Regions from separate parts of the Sus scrofa genome. Here region 1 is linked to region 2. A link is a contact called in public Hi-C data. All regions are on one chromosome and are shown on one strand. Each heading gives the region's core, a stretch centred on a gene start, on an enhancer-like site or on the middle of the called end of the contact. The rest is flanking DNA. Distances are from core to core; before and after follow the strand shown.

Region 1 (7,143 bases), core at 1,142-3,641, 1.2 Mb after region 2:
GTGGTGTAGGCCAGTGGCTGCAGCTCCAATTCAACCCCAGCCTGAGAACCTCCATATGCCGTGGGTGCAGCCCTAAAGAGAAAAAAAAAGTCTTTGGCTTTTCTTTCAAAGGAGTTCTAACATTCCCGCTTCCGTTTTTTCCTAACATTTCCCAGAGACGTGACGATGGCCGACGTGTAAGGAGCCGTCCTGGTCCGTCCTAGGGAGGACGGGGGGCCTCCTGTGTGGGCTCCCCCGAAGGGGAGAAGGTGTCCACCCTCTCCAGCCGTGGAAGGGCCCTGGCTCCTTGGAAGAGCTCCCCACGCCCTCTGCAGACGGCAGTGAGGTCTCCAGGCCAGTGGTGGCCCTGACCCGGCCCTCGTGGCCGTCCTGGGGGGGCGGCCGCCAGCGCAGCTCTTTCTCCTGGTCCCGCCGTGGCCGCGCGCCTGGCCTGCATTGCCGTCTTCTTTATCAGAAACAGCCTTCTTCCTCTTACCCTGTGCAATTCACACTTGAATTTCCTGGCTATTGTCTACACGCTGGTAGGTCCTTAGGGCACTGTTTTTTGTTTTTTTGTGGGTTTTTTTGTCTTTTGCCTTTTTTTTTTTTAGAGCTGCACCAGCAGTATATGGAGGTTCCTCGGCTAGGGGTCAAATTGGAGCTACAGCTGCCAGCCTACACCCCAGCCACAGCAACGCGGGATCCGAGCCGTGTCTGTGACCTACAACCACAGCTCATGGCAATGCTGGATCCTTAACCCACTGAGTGAGGCCAGGGATCAAACCTGCAACCTCATGGTTCCTAGTCAGATTTGTTTTCTGCTATGCCACGACAGGAACTCCTGGGTGTTTTGTTTTTGTTTTTTATAATAGAGAATGTGACTAAAGCTATTTGATCTCTTCTAAGAAAAATGTGGCTAGAGACAGGTGCAAAAAAAAATTGCAGCTAATTTTAGGTCAGAGTCCATTGAAGCTTGAATCATTCTTGAGATTAACAGGTTGAAACAAGGCGAGCAAATAAATTCCACACAACCAGGAGGAACGTTTTGCTGAGGAGTTTTGTTGGACTAACAGGTTACAGTAAACTGTTGCCTGGTTCTACCCCTAATTTACCCAGTTCCCAGTTTACCCAGGAGGTGTCGGGACCTCCCCACTGTCGGCAGCCGTGAGCAGTGTGGATCCAGTGTGGCGTGCTGAGGTGTGACCGTGGCTGCTGAGCCCGTGTGTTCTTTATTATATTACTACGCAGCATCTCCTGTGCATCAGGTGGGGTTGGCACCCTGCGGCAGTGCCTGCTGGATTTCCACCCACTGTCTGGTCCCATCTGATGACACGGGGCTTGCAGATGCCGCCGCCTGTGTGTTCCCTTTTCTGCTGCCACACCTCCTCATGACCACAGAGTTTTAGGTCTTCTTTTATGCCTCGAAATACTCTCAGGTGGGGAGACAAAAAGACCCTGGGGGCAAGCAGAACGGCTGGCTGGCTGGGGAAGTGAAGGGTTCCCACACTTTAATGGCTAAGAAAGAAACCGCTCGTAATATTCTAGCCCAATGCTTACCTGTCGGTTGGATCCTGACAGAGCTGAGGGCTTCGTGTGCTTTTAGGAAAAGTGTTGAAGCCTGTAGCGTCCGTGAATGATATATTTGTTTTTACCAAAACTCATCTTCCTAGGCTATTATCTTATACGTTGCTCCGTTTGGTTTCTTAATGTTCTTTCGTGTGAGCGGAAGGCTGCGGGGAGGCGTTCATCAGCAGAGAGAAAATTGGGCGGATAATCAGCTGCGTTCCTGGGGCTGCAGTCATGGGAGGGGCCTGACCTCCAGGGAGGCATCCTTCATGCTGGCTCATCTTCTTCCAGTGCCACCTCCGCCACGTGAAGGATGCCTGGGTTTTGTGCAACTCCCGCGCTCGCAGCGTCTCTGGGTCTTTACCGCGGTCAGAGGTTTCCGGACGGTCTCCCGTTCCTGCCCCCGAGACGCGTTCTCACTATTGTGCCTGACCGGGAACACAGCACAATGAACGTTTTCCAAAAAGGCAGAGACGTGGGAGATGCCTTTTCATGTCACAGACTTCTTAGTGTTCCTTTCAGGAAGTGGAGTCCAGCCAGGTGACAAGAATTCAAGGAAAGGAAATGGGTCCGGGAAGGGAGGGGAGCCTGGGGAGCAGGAGCCACGGAGGCGCCTGGCCCTCGCAGCCTCTGTCTCCCATCGGGTGGTACGTGGTCACTGCAGGCAAGGAGAGTCCCCAGGCTGTCCCCTGGGGTCCTGCGAAGACCAAAGCACAGGTGCGCTTCAGATACACCCAAACGACTGCGCCGGCCCGGGCTCCGAGCTCACACACGGGCTGAAGCTTGTCTGAAGCTGGTCGTGATGCTGAACAGGAGGTGAGCAGAAGGCCGCCTGTGGCCCAGGCTTCCTGGGAGGGAGCCGCTGGCTTTGCCGTCACTGGTTCTGGGAACCGCAGCCAGGAAGCTCATCACTGTGCTGCCTTTGGAAGGAGTTTCAGTGGGACGCCCTCTCCAGGTTGATCACAGCCTCCTCAGGTCCGAAGCAGGGACGCACGCCCCTCCCTGGACGGAGGCGGCTCCCCCCCCCAGCCCCACCTCTGCTGCTGCCCCGCCGGGGACCTGCGGGCTCCTGCCTCTGGGTCAGAGCTTCCTGCACTGCGCGGCCGGACCCACCAGCGTCTGTGCCCCAAACGCCTGTTTACTCCTGAACCAGTGAGCCAGTGAATGAACGAGTGAATGAAAACGAAGCGACTCACTGTGTTTCAGAGGGACATGCGCGGTCCAGAGCTGGGAGCACCTCGCAGGCCCCGCATCCCCCCTTACTGTAAACTGCACCCCAGGTCAGGCTGCAGCCTGAGCCCCCAGCGTCCTCCCCGGAGGAGGTGTGTTTGCCTCCTGCTGTTCACTTGAGGGCACCTCCCTCCCCCACGTCCTCCCGTCCCTCTCCCCTCCCCGCCCCCAGTACCGCTGCCTGGCACCCCCTATAACCTGAAGTCACCAACTTTTAACTCCGCTGAGCTGTCACTAACTTGGTTCTCACGGCAGAGCACTTCCGACGTGCTTCACACGGTCGTGGGGACCACGGCCACGTGAGACCAGATTTGTCCCACCTGCCACCCCTCCCTCTGAAGCAGCTCCCCCGCCCTTCAGAAGCTCCCCTCTGCCAGTCTGGACCCTTCAGTTCCAGGTAGTTTCCCACCTCAGGGGCGTGGAGGACCGGCCCCCATCCCCAGCTCCCCAAGTCTGGGGTCCACACTGGGTTCCACAGCCCGAGCCCCAGAAGCTCCCACTTCTGGGTCTTAGGACAGATTTCTCTCTGACCCCTTATCAGATACTTGTCGAGTCACCCTTGAGGCACAGGTGCTGTCAGAGGTGAGCCCAAGGGAGCTTCCTACCAGGGGAATGGTGATGGGCGGGCAGTGTCGCTGCCCACGTGGGGCCCCTGCCCGGTGGGGGCCATCAGAACCAGGAACAGAGCCCCTGGGACGCTGTGGCCCCACACTGCCCTGGCGGGGTTGGTGCTGGCTCCCACGGAAAGGTGGTTTGAGCCTCAGCAAGCGGCACCTGCACCCTCTCACTGGGGCCCCTCCGGGACCAGGCGCGCCCGGCATTGCAGCCTGGGCTTGTGCAAGGAGAGGGCACAGCAGCTCTCCAGGCTCAGGGAAGAGCCGTGGGCTGATTCTGTGTTTATTTACCCCCCAGCCCCCGGCCCAGTGCCTGGCTGGAGCACCTGCTGGTTTGCTTGCCAGGGGCGCTCAGTCAGTCAGTGCTTACGTGGGACAGGCCTCTCTTCAGCTGCCTTGTCAGAGGCCCGGTGACAGTCCCCACAAGCCCCCCCCCCGCCCCGTCCTGCACCTGGAGAGACCCAAGCGCACTCAGAGCCTGTCCTGTGTCCTGGAGCAGCGGGAGGCCCCGGGCCAGACCCAGCCTCTCTCCCCTCGGACCCGGTGCTTGGCTCAGCCTGTGCCTCTGACAGGTGGCCTTGGCTGCCCGGGGTCCACTGCATCTGGTCACTCGCAGGGCCCCTGCGCCCCTCCCCACCGCAGCCTCCAGCCCGGGCTCGGCCCCCTGGCTCAGGGTCTCCTCGCCTTGCCCGTCGTGCCCGGGGCTGGCCCCGGCCGTCCTGAGCTCCTCAGGCCTGGTGTCTGTCACGGCCTCACTTCACCCTCAGCATCACGCAGGCGGCATCTCTTCTGCCATGTGTCGCCTGAGCGCCTCTGGGAAAGCCGCTCTGGTTTCTGTTAGGACTAAACGCAGCCAACGTGGCAGCAGGTGGGAGCGTGCGGGGCTCTGTGGGGGTGGAGGGAGCAGAGCCTGGGGCTGGGGCTCGTTCCCCCGCCCCGCCCCGCCACCAAGCCGTCTGCTGTCACAGTGACGGGAGAGCGAGCTCTTTCCCCAGGCCCTTCTCTCTCCTCCTCTCCGGTGACACCAAACACAGACCTTTGTCCCTGAAAAGCCTCCTCAGTCCCAGAAACGGCCCCCTCCCCAGGAGCAGGCCCCTCAGGCCAGCTCGCTCCTAGAGGGCGGAGTGGATGCTGGGGGCACCTCTGCAGGGGACACCTGCACACACTGGCCTTGGGGCCGGAGGCACTAGGCCTTTCCGTGTGTCAGCTGGGCCTCTGCCGCCCCCCAGCGTCCGCCAGGGGCAGGTTGATGGGGCTGCAGGTGTCAGCAGGCTGCTGGGTGAGGGCAGGACATCGCGGGACATGGGGGCTCATGAGCCACGTGCTCTCAGCCTCTGTGTCTCCCCTCCGCTAACACATTGCTTTCTTGGTAAAACCAGATGAAATGAACCCCAAAATGCAGCCTTCCAGGTGGGAGGCGCCACATGAAAGCCTTGAAAGAAAGTGTGAGGGTCATGCTTGCCTCTTCCCTCCACGGGCCCCTTGGGGGCTGGAAGCTCCTAGAATAAAATCCCAAAAGACGCCTGTCACCTGGGCTGGGCGCCTGGACTGGGGACCGGCCTGCAGTTCCCCCGCTTCCGTGGATGAAAACGAGCACCGCAGGTCCCCCGGACTGCAGGCTGGAGGTGGTGGTGGTGTCATCGCTGTCCCTGGGCTGCCAGGGTGGCCCTTGGGAAACACAGGTCAGTGCTGCGGAGGCCCTGCTGGGTCGCTGGATCGCAGTCGCCCGCACACGGTTCCCTGGAGGAGGGAAAACGCGATGGAGCAGGGGCGGGAGGGCCACCACACCCTCTCCAGCACCCGCCCTTTGCCCCAGCATCACCTGCCGCCCTGCTCCAACGTGCCAGGTCCGTCTTGGACTGTTTTGGCAAACGTTTCTCCAAATCACAATGAAAATATCCCTTTTACAAGTATAGTTTTTGCATTTACAAAACCTTCCTCTTTCTCCTGCTGTTTTTCCCTCTGGTCACTGACTTTTTCCCAAATCAAGGAGCATTTCTCTCAGGAAGGCGTGAAAAATACCGGAGAGATGCAGTATCATCTCCTCCTCCACTGCTTTGACAGGCAAACCGGGCGACCGGTACGTGTTTCTGGAAAGCCAGCAGCGCGAGTGAACCTCGTGGCCCTCAGAGAGGCTCTTCCTGGAGCAGGTCACAAAGTAACAGGTTCACGTGACCAGGTGCCCGCGGGGGGCCATCCATTTCATACAGGAAACACGCAGTTACTTAGACGCAGATGGTAACAAGCTCTTTGAAGCCCCTCGATTCCTGCTTTGGAAAAGTGACATCTGCGAACGGGCGTGTGAGTAACATCAGCGTAGAAATGAGGTTTCAGGGGAGTGTGTGTCTGCGTGGATTGGAGTAGAAGGGGCACCTCGTGCTGTGGGGGATTGACTTGCGATCGGTCAGCACTAGGGGAAAGCGAGGCAGCAGTCCGCTTGGGCTGAGAAAACTTCAAGGGTCGTCACACTCCATTTTCTGCTGTAAGACGGATAAAAACCTGGGCATGGAAATCGCCGCAGTATTTTCATTAATTGGGAGCCCGTTAGAAACTCTGTTGAATTCTAATCACCTAAGATTCAGTTCTTGGTTTTTTTGTTTTGTCTTTTTGCCATTTCTTGGGCTGCTCCCGCGGCATATGGAGGTTCCCAGGCTAGGGGTCGAATCGGAGCTGTAGCCACCGGCCTACGCCAGAGCCACAGCAACACTGGATCCGAGCCGCATCTGCAACCTACACCACAGCTCACGGCAACACCGGATCCCTAACCCACTGAGCAAGGCCAGGGATAGAACCCGCAACCTCATGGTTCCTAGTCAGATTCCTTAACCACTGCGCCACGACGGGAACTCCCACTTCTTGTTATAATCGTTCTCCAAACCAGTCTCTCGAATATGATTTTGTGAAACGGTTCGCAGCTCACCAAAATATTCGGCACAAAGTCCAGTCTCGTGTCAATGTAAGTGCCTGAAACGAACTGTCCGCGACAGAGAGAGACGTGGCCGCGACCCACATTCCGCCCTCGGACCCGTCGGGAGCGCAGGTGCGGTGAGGATATGGGGGCCTCGCCTCCGTGCGCAGGTGTGGTTCACCTCCTTGCTCAAGGCCAGCCCCTTTGTGACTCCCTATGGGAATGTCCCCCCCACCCCCAAATGATGGCAACTTGACGGGCCCTTTAAGGCTGTGTTTGGGGTGTAGGAAATACGCCTTAGGGTGGAGAGGCCGGTGGGCGCTTCCCACGTCGTTCAGGGCTAGTTTTAATATTCAGAGGCCTGTGCGGACTCTGGATGACGATAGTCTAACAGACACACCGTCTCCCAGGTTCTGGCTGTGGAGATGGCGGGGAAGGAGATGCAGCCTGATGACGGCGCGGAGCGCTGCCCGGCCATCGTGAGTGTGGACAGAGCAAGCACCCAGGTCTCCACAGACACGCATGGGGAGATCGCGGAGTGGGAATGGTGGGGGATGCAGGGGGAGCCCATGGGGGTGAGGAGGGAGCCCGGGCTCTTTGGGAGAAGGGGCCAGCGGCAGAGGCCCTGATGCAGGGCTGCTCTGCGAGGGTGCTGACCGCCTGGCCAGGTACTCTGAAGCCCCGGGCAGGCAGGGCAGGTACCCGCGGCTCCAGCCCAGCCCTCCGCATTGCGAAGCTCCGCCCTGTCCAGAGGGTTCCTTGTGAAAAGACACCGAGCACAGCAGGAGGTCCCCAGTCGTTCTAAACACCCCGTCACTTTTCATTTAGGGACATGGCTCTGGAGGT
Region 2 (6,546 bases), core at 3,566-6,065:
CAGCAGCTGAGAGCAAGGCTGTGGTGCTTTCTCTCCTCTCATTCCACAGTGCACCTGCCCACCTGACAGCGAACCAGCATTCCTGCTTCAGAAGCCAGGTGGGGCAGGATTACCAGCAAAACTAGAGACTAAACGGAAGGAAGCCGCAGTCAGAGTGACAATCACTCAAGTCTTCATTAAGAGCCTGTGTGGTTTCTCACATCTCTGTTTGTTCCCTCTTTAATACATGGTTTGGACATTTTGAGGAAGAAACCTAATTTCAAAGTTGTCTAAATATGCTTCACGACAAATACCATGCTGCTTGAAATGCTATCATTCTGAGTGGCATATGTCTTGTGTGCAGCTTGCTGATGAGCCCAGATCTTTTTTCTGTAACAATTTTCTTTTAGCAGGAAATAGTGCACTGTTTCTGAATAACTAGCAAGCTTATATAAATTGGAAGCTATGTACTACAGAAATTTATATAGATATAAATAGAAATATAATCTATAAATTTATATAGATATAGATTTATATAAATCTATATATACTATAGAAACAAACTATATTCCAAGTTTTGGCCATGCAGATTTATGCAAAATTAATGGCCTACGTAAATTAATCAACAAGGGTTTACTATATAGCATAGGGAACTATAGTCAATATCACGTCATAATCTATAATGGAAAAGAATCTAAATATAATATAATCTATAATGGAAAAGAATCTAAATCTAAATCATTTTTTCCTATGGGTTTTGAGAGCATGTATAACCAGATTATTGAATCTGAGAAGAGGTTGTGGCAACTCCTGATTTGTAGCCAGCTCAGGAGTGTGGGTCCCTTGCAGATGCACTACTTGAGGCTGGCGTCTGAAATGGGGTCAACTTTGTGGGTCTGAACCCCTTAACCTGAGGGTTCTACATTGACTCCGCGGGTGGGGTAGCGTCAGACATGAACTAAATTGCAGGATACCCCGTCCGTGTCTGCAGAGAACTGGAGAACTTCTTGACGTAGAAAATCCACGCAGTTGGTGGCTAATGGTGCTGTGAGTACAGGAAGTTTTCCTTTAGCAGGAAAGTGGATTTTCTGACGTTCAGGGGACACAGAGCTGCCAGGCAACATCGGTCAGGACCCCTAAGTGGAGCTAGTGGAGGAAGCCCCCGTGCGTACCCCCCTGGGCAGCCTCAGCAGGGGTCCCCTGGGACCGGACCCCCTCTGCACCCCCTTTTGGCACCCTCCTCTCCCCGCTTCCTCTGCAGCTCCCTCTCTTCCACCCTGGACCCTTGGCTCTTGGTCCGACGCTTCAAATGCAGCCCAGCCTCAGCCTCTGCCTTGTGGTCCCTCGGTCTGGAATCCTCTTTCCCAGGACATGCTGAGTCTTGCATTCTCACTTCGGGGTCGGCTGAAACCTCACCTGCAGGGAGACAAGCAGCAAAGGGCCCCCCTGCCTTCCCCCTTCCAATGCTGCTTCGTTTTCCTCCCCTGCACTTGTTGAGCCCTGATTGCACGTCCTATATCAGGTGTTTGTGTAGTTATCCCTCCTTCACGCCCTCTCCCTCCCACACGTATGAAGCCTTTGGGGTCAGACACTCTGTGTTTCCAGCCATCTTTCTGCAGCACCTGCACATTGCTTGGCACGTCCTGGGCTCAAGAAAACATCTGAGGAATGCGCCAACTATAGGCAAGTAGGAATCTCCAAACATCCCCTGTGTGGTGTGAACTTCTCCAAAGCATTTACTTATTTATTGCCTTGTTGGGGGAGGGGGCGCATCCACAGCATATGGACATTCCCAGGCTAGGGGTCCAGTTGGAGCTGCAGCTGCCAGCCTACACCACAGCCACAGCAACTCGGGATCTGAGCTGCATCTGTGACCCACCCCACAGCTCACGGCAGTGCTGGACCCTTAACCCACTGAGCAAGGCCAGGGAGTGAACCCGAGTCCTCCTGGATACTGGCTGGATTCATTTCTGCCGAGCCACAGTGGGAACTCCTCTCCAAAGCATTCAAATGCTCACGATCAGGAAGAGAAGGACATGAGGCTTCAGTCATGCGCTTTTCTTGTGGTGAGATACGTAATTGCCATCTGTGGTAAGAGCTGCAAATCCAGCCCTTGGAGAACTTGAGCTGGTTTATTCCGTGTGTGTGTGCTGTTCTTAGCTGTGCTATGTTGAATTCAACCCTGAATCTGACCACTGAGTCGTATTCCTAACACAGTGTTTCGTTGTTGGGCTTAAGTCTGTGAAGATTACTTTTAAATGGGATCAATCCACAATTTATGTCAAAATATCTTTTTAAATACTAAAATTTCCCCTGCTCTTCAGGACTTTTTTTTTCCCTCATAATTTCTAAGGAAATGCTTTGTCATTTTTAGTGCTTCCCTCTAGTTGTCTCAACACTCTTCCAATGAAAAAAAAAAAATCACTGGGTAGCGATTTCTGTGGAATATTTCTCAGCACACTATAAATAGTCACAGCTGGCTCTCTTTTGTTTTCCTACATTTTTAATGGAAATGTAAAAATTTCCTGCTCTTTTGTTTTCCTACATTTTAATGGAAATGCAAAAAAAAAAAAAAAATCTGGTACATCCAGTACATCTTGAGATGTTATTGCGTACGTGAAACCATAAAATGTCTTCATGGAATGCCAGGAAATCCTAAAATTAAAACTATATTATTGTATTCATTCCCTCACTCAACAAATATTTATCGTATCTCTGACATGAGTCATGAGCTATGCTAAGTGCTGCTCCTTAAAGATGGTTGAGATGCAATCCTATTATAAAGCCGACCATTGTCTGAGGGAGGGTGGGACGCTCTTTCCCAGTTTTCCTCTTTCCTGTACTGATGCAGGCAGAACAGGTTCTGAGACACAGCCGTCTCTGTCTGCCTCCCTTTCTCTTCCTGAGAACCCCTCAACCAAGAGATTACTTCCTGGAGCTGCCTCACTGTGACTCTAGGCTTTGTCTTTCCCCTGCCCCGCTGTGTATGGACCTGCACTTTTTCACCGTCCTCCTTTCAGCTGTCTGTTAAGGTCACAAAGCCACCCAGGAGCTCTTTCATGCGGTACTGGTCGAGGACGATGGTGTGGGCCACCCGTGGGTCTGACCATCATTACTGCGGGGCTGTGCTGAGCCCCAGGGGGCACATTTTTAGGGACGGATAATTGGGCGCTTCTGGAAGACCGTGAAATAAATAATTTCAGATGAGGGGACCCCCTCCTAAACACAGTGTATCCCTTGGCTCCATGGTGGTAGTCTCTCTTTACGAACCAAAAAGGTATTTTCTCATTGAAAACCCGAGATAAGTGAAGGGTATTGTGTTCCTAACAGTTATTCTTAAAGATGCTATAAGAAAACCATCCATATCTTATCTGCAAAGGTGTCTTCTCTTCTCTTCCAAGCATCGTATAAAGTCTCTCTTCAATTTGCAAAAGGGAGAAAGATTATGAGACTGAAGTGCAATAATATTAAACAAAAATATAAGAATACATAAGTGGTTTCTCTGCCAAGGCCAAATCCACATGGGATAAATAAGAGATTAAAGCTTTCAAAAAGCATCCTCATGGCTTCTTATTGTCAAAAAGGGAGCAGAATGGGAAGCTGACGCCACAGGTGGGTGCGTAGCCTGGCTATTACTCTGAGCAGAATGTTCGGGCAAGCGGGGGGCGGTGGGGAGTCCCCGCAGAGCTTCCTCTTCGCCAGTCTCCAGCAGAGACTGAACTGCATTCCTCTCCCTCAGTTATGCCTCAGGAAGGGATAGCCCACACGGATGGAAGCAGCCCTCCATGCCTCAGTGTGAATTGAAGAGCTGCTTAGGTTTTAACAAAAGGAAGACTAAGTGTGAGAACCCAGGCTACAGGAGGGAAGGGTATCCCGCATTATGAAGGATCTAAGAATAGAAGGATAAAGAACTCTCAAGACAAAACACTCAGAGAAGTTGCTTCAGACGCATCGAGGGCGAGGGCGTCTGAACAACAACTCAAGGGATTTATTGCTTGGTGAATGTCGCAATTCTGAGGACTTACTCAGATGGAAGCTGAGATGTCCCACATTTATAGCTCGTATTGCCTTTCAGTGTGATGAAAGCGTTCCCCTTGTGTTGCCAAGATATTCATGCTTAAGTTCAAAACGGGCGGATGTCCATCAAGCCTTTGAAGTACGTTGGCCAAATGATTACGACTAGCTTAACACAGATGATGTACATTTTAGCATGTATTATTCAGCTGAAATGATTTTTAATCCCCATGCGTTCTGATGATGATCTGATAAAAGTTTAATGGTGCATTAGCATAGATGGGTTAGTTATTCCTACAAATATCAAAGCAAGCCTGGGTGGAACAAGTCTGTCCATTGTCTTTTGGGAACTTAGAAACTTTTCCATTGCTTGTGCTATTATTTCTGTGTTGTGGTGGTTATCCGAGAGAAGCCGTTTTTATTGGAATGTATTATTTGTGTTTGTTGTTGGCTTTAAAAATACTTTGCTTATTCACATAGGGTACAGACAGCTAAATGTTTGCGTGTTGAACTGTAATTAGTCACTAACTGTTCTAATAAGGCTTGACTGCCCATATTTAAGTGTCCTTTCACTCGTCATTGTTTCAGTGAATGTAACACAAACAATGCTTTATACACAGAGGTTTCTTGCATGAATCAGTTCCCTTCTTGACTGTTTTCATGTTCCTCCTTCCCTAAAGGAAATGTTTCCCAATAGCTTTCTGAAATCTTTATTGCCATCGTGATCTAAATAACTCAAGCAATGAAATTAATCCCTAAACACTGACATTGAGCAAGTCTAACTAACTCGCAGCAACTGTTTCCCATGACCTGCCCTGTGGTGGACATGGGCTCATGGTGATTGTCAGCCTGGCTGGCACAAGGGGAAACCGCGGCTCATCCGGCAACCGTTTGGGTTTGTGGTGGTTGTTCTTGGGAGAGTGTCTGCAAGTGCTCATGACAACAGATTTTCAATAATATGTGTAGCGCACTATGTGAAGGCCGTGTGGAGGGGTCAAGATGTGTAAGAGGAACAGGTATTGCGTTTTAGACTTTATTCTTCTTCCCCTACACTAGCCAAGGTGGTTTGGGGGCATTTTATTTTACCAGGTAAAATTAGAAGCACTTGCCAGCTTGCTCATCAGACATATCCTCAGGATCAACGTGTCAGATCTAAAAAATAAAAATGAAAGGTGAGACATCATCGATTAAACTGATGTTTATTTTCAAAAATTAACCCATCATTTAAAAAGTGGTGAGACAGATATTTTTGGCCCGGAACAGCCATATAACCATGTTTTTCCATTCCTTTTTGTGCTCTTAATACTCTTAGTAACCTTATCTCTAAAACAGAATGTGTTGATTTTTTTAAAATTCTGGACATGAAATGCAGAAATAGCACATATATTTATCTCTGTACTTCTGCCAAACTTCCATATCCACTGGGATATTTTCCACCTTATCACGCTGTTAGTTTTACATGCATATTTTTATCACGCTTCTTGAGAGAAGGGTCAGTGTTGGATCAGCTGGAATCCTTCTATCACAAAGAGCATAGCATATAGTCAATAAGTACTAAACCTATCAGCAGATATATTCAGGGCATTTTTCTTTAATAAAACCTATGTACTTGGCTCTGAATAAATTAATGGATATAAAAGTCAGATTGGAAGCTTAATAATGACAATCTTTTTGTGTGTGTGTGTGTGTGTGTGTGTGTCTTTTTTGGGCTGTACCTGTGGCATGTGGAAGTTCCCAGGCTAGGGGCTGAATCGGAGCTGCAGCTGCAGGCCTACACCACAGCCACAGCAATGTGGGATCTGAGCTGCAACTGCCACCTATACCACAGCTCATGGCAACACTGGAGCCTTAACGCACTGATTGAGGCCAGGGATCGAACCCGTGTCCTCATGGATACCAGTCGGGTTTGTTACCACTGAGCCGCTATGGGAACTCCTTAATAACGACCATCGTCAATCTTGCCACTGAGTCCATCAGATGATGTAAACTATGACAGGTCCCGAGATCCCAACTCAGAAACTCTCGTCCTTGGAGACTGATTCTCTCTGGAAAAACAGTGTCTTCATTACCCACGTGAATTACTTAGAGGCAAAATCCAAGCCACCAGAGACAAACGGAATTACTCCTCTGTTAACTGTGACGTGGTCACCACGCACATTCTGATATCTTTTTAAAAATTAATTCTAGTAACCTATAAGCCTTTCAGCAGAGAGGATTACATTTCTAAAAGAAAACCATATAAAACATAAGAGTTTTGAAATGGTTAACAGCACATAATCAGCTCTCTTTAAAAAAAATCAGTCTTGAAAAGAAAAGAAACTCCTAAATGTTTTAATTCAGATATTTTAGGGGAGAAAAGTTTCCATAAATTAACTGAAAATCCACAGAAGATTTTGTGATGCCTTCACCTCGGTGTAAAAACATCTGGGAGAACCAACGTAGCTATTTCTTCTTTTTCAAAGGAATGGTCTCTTGCTACAGGTAAATGAAAGAGCCTTGTAAATGATTTTATTTAAGCCTCTAGCATACCCTGAAGGTAAAATTAGCGATGGG

Evidence for each region. A called contact is a pair of places that touch in the nucleus more often than the background predicts.
Region 1: a Hi-C map of subcutaneous adipose tissue shows a contact between it and region 2, with 2.9 times the contacts expected there. The contact joins two enhancer-like sites. A contact is called at or near these places in 2 of 47 Hi-C or Micro-C datasets (blood and subcutaneous adipose tissue) and 2 of 2 datasets of contacts at active chromatin or transcription factors (alveolar macrophages and skeletal muscle).

The regions. Positions count from the first base shown.
Region 1 is chr10:66,974,315-66,981,457 of Sscrofa11.1, forward strand. LOC102159132 (a long non-coding RNA gene) reads left to right here. Exons shown (of 4, transcript XR_002336446.1): 4 at 1,837-2,715. Among named protein-coding and RNA genes, the nearest start is that of PITRM1, 19 kb to the right of the region's middle. Within about 2 kb of position 2,392, at least 4 of the 83 cell types and tissues checked have an H3K27ac peak or open chromatin away from gene starts, as enhancers often do. A contact at or near this core is called in subcutaneous adipose tissue, where this site is marked.
Region 2 is chr10:65,793,451-65,799,996 of Sscrofa11.1, forward strand. No RefSeq gene overlaps it. Among named protein-coding and RNA genes, the nearest start is that of AKR1E2, 100 kb to the left of the region's middle. Within about 2 kb of position 4,816, at least 13 of the 83 cell types and tissues checked have an H3K27ac peak or open chromatin away from gene starts, as enhancers often do. A contact at or near this core is called in subcutaneous adipose tissue, where this site is marked.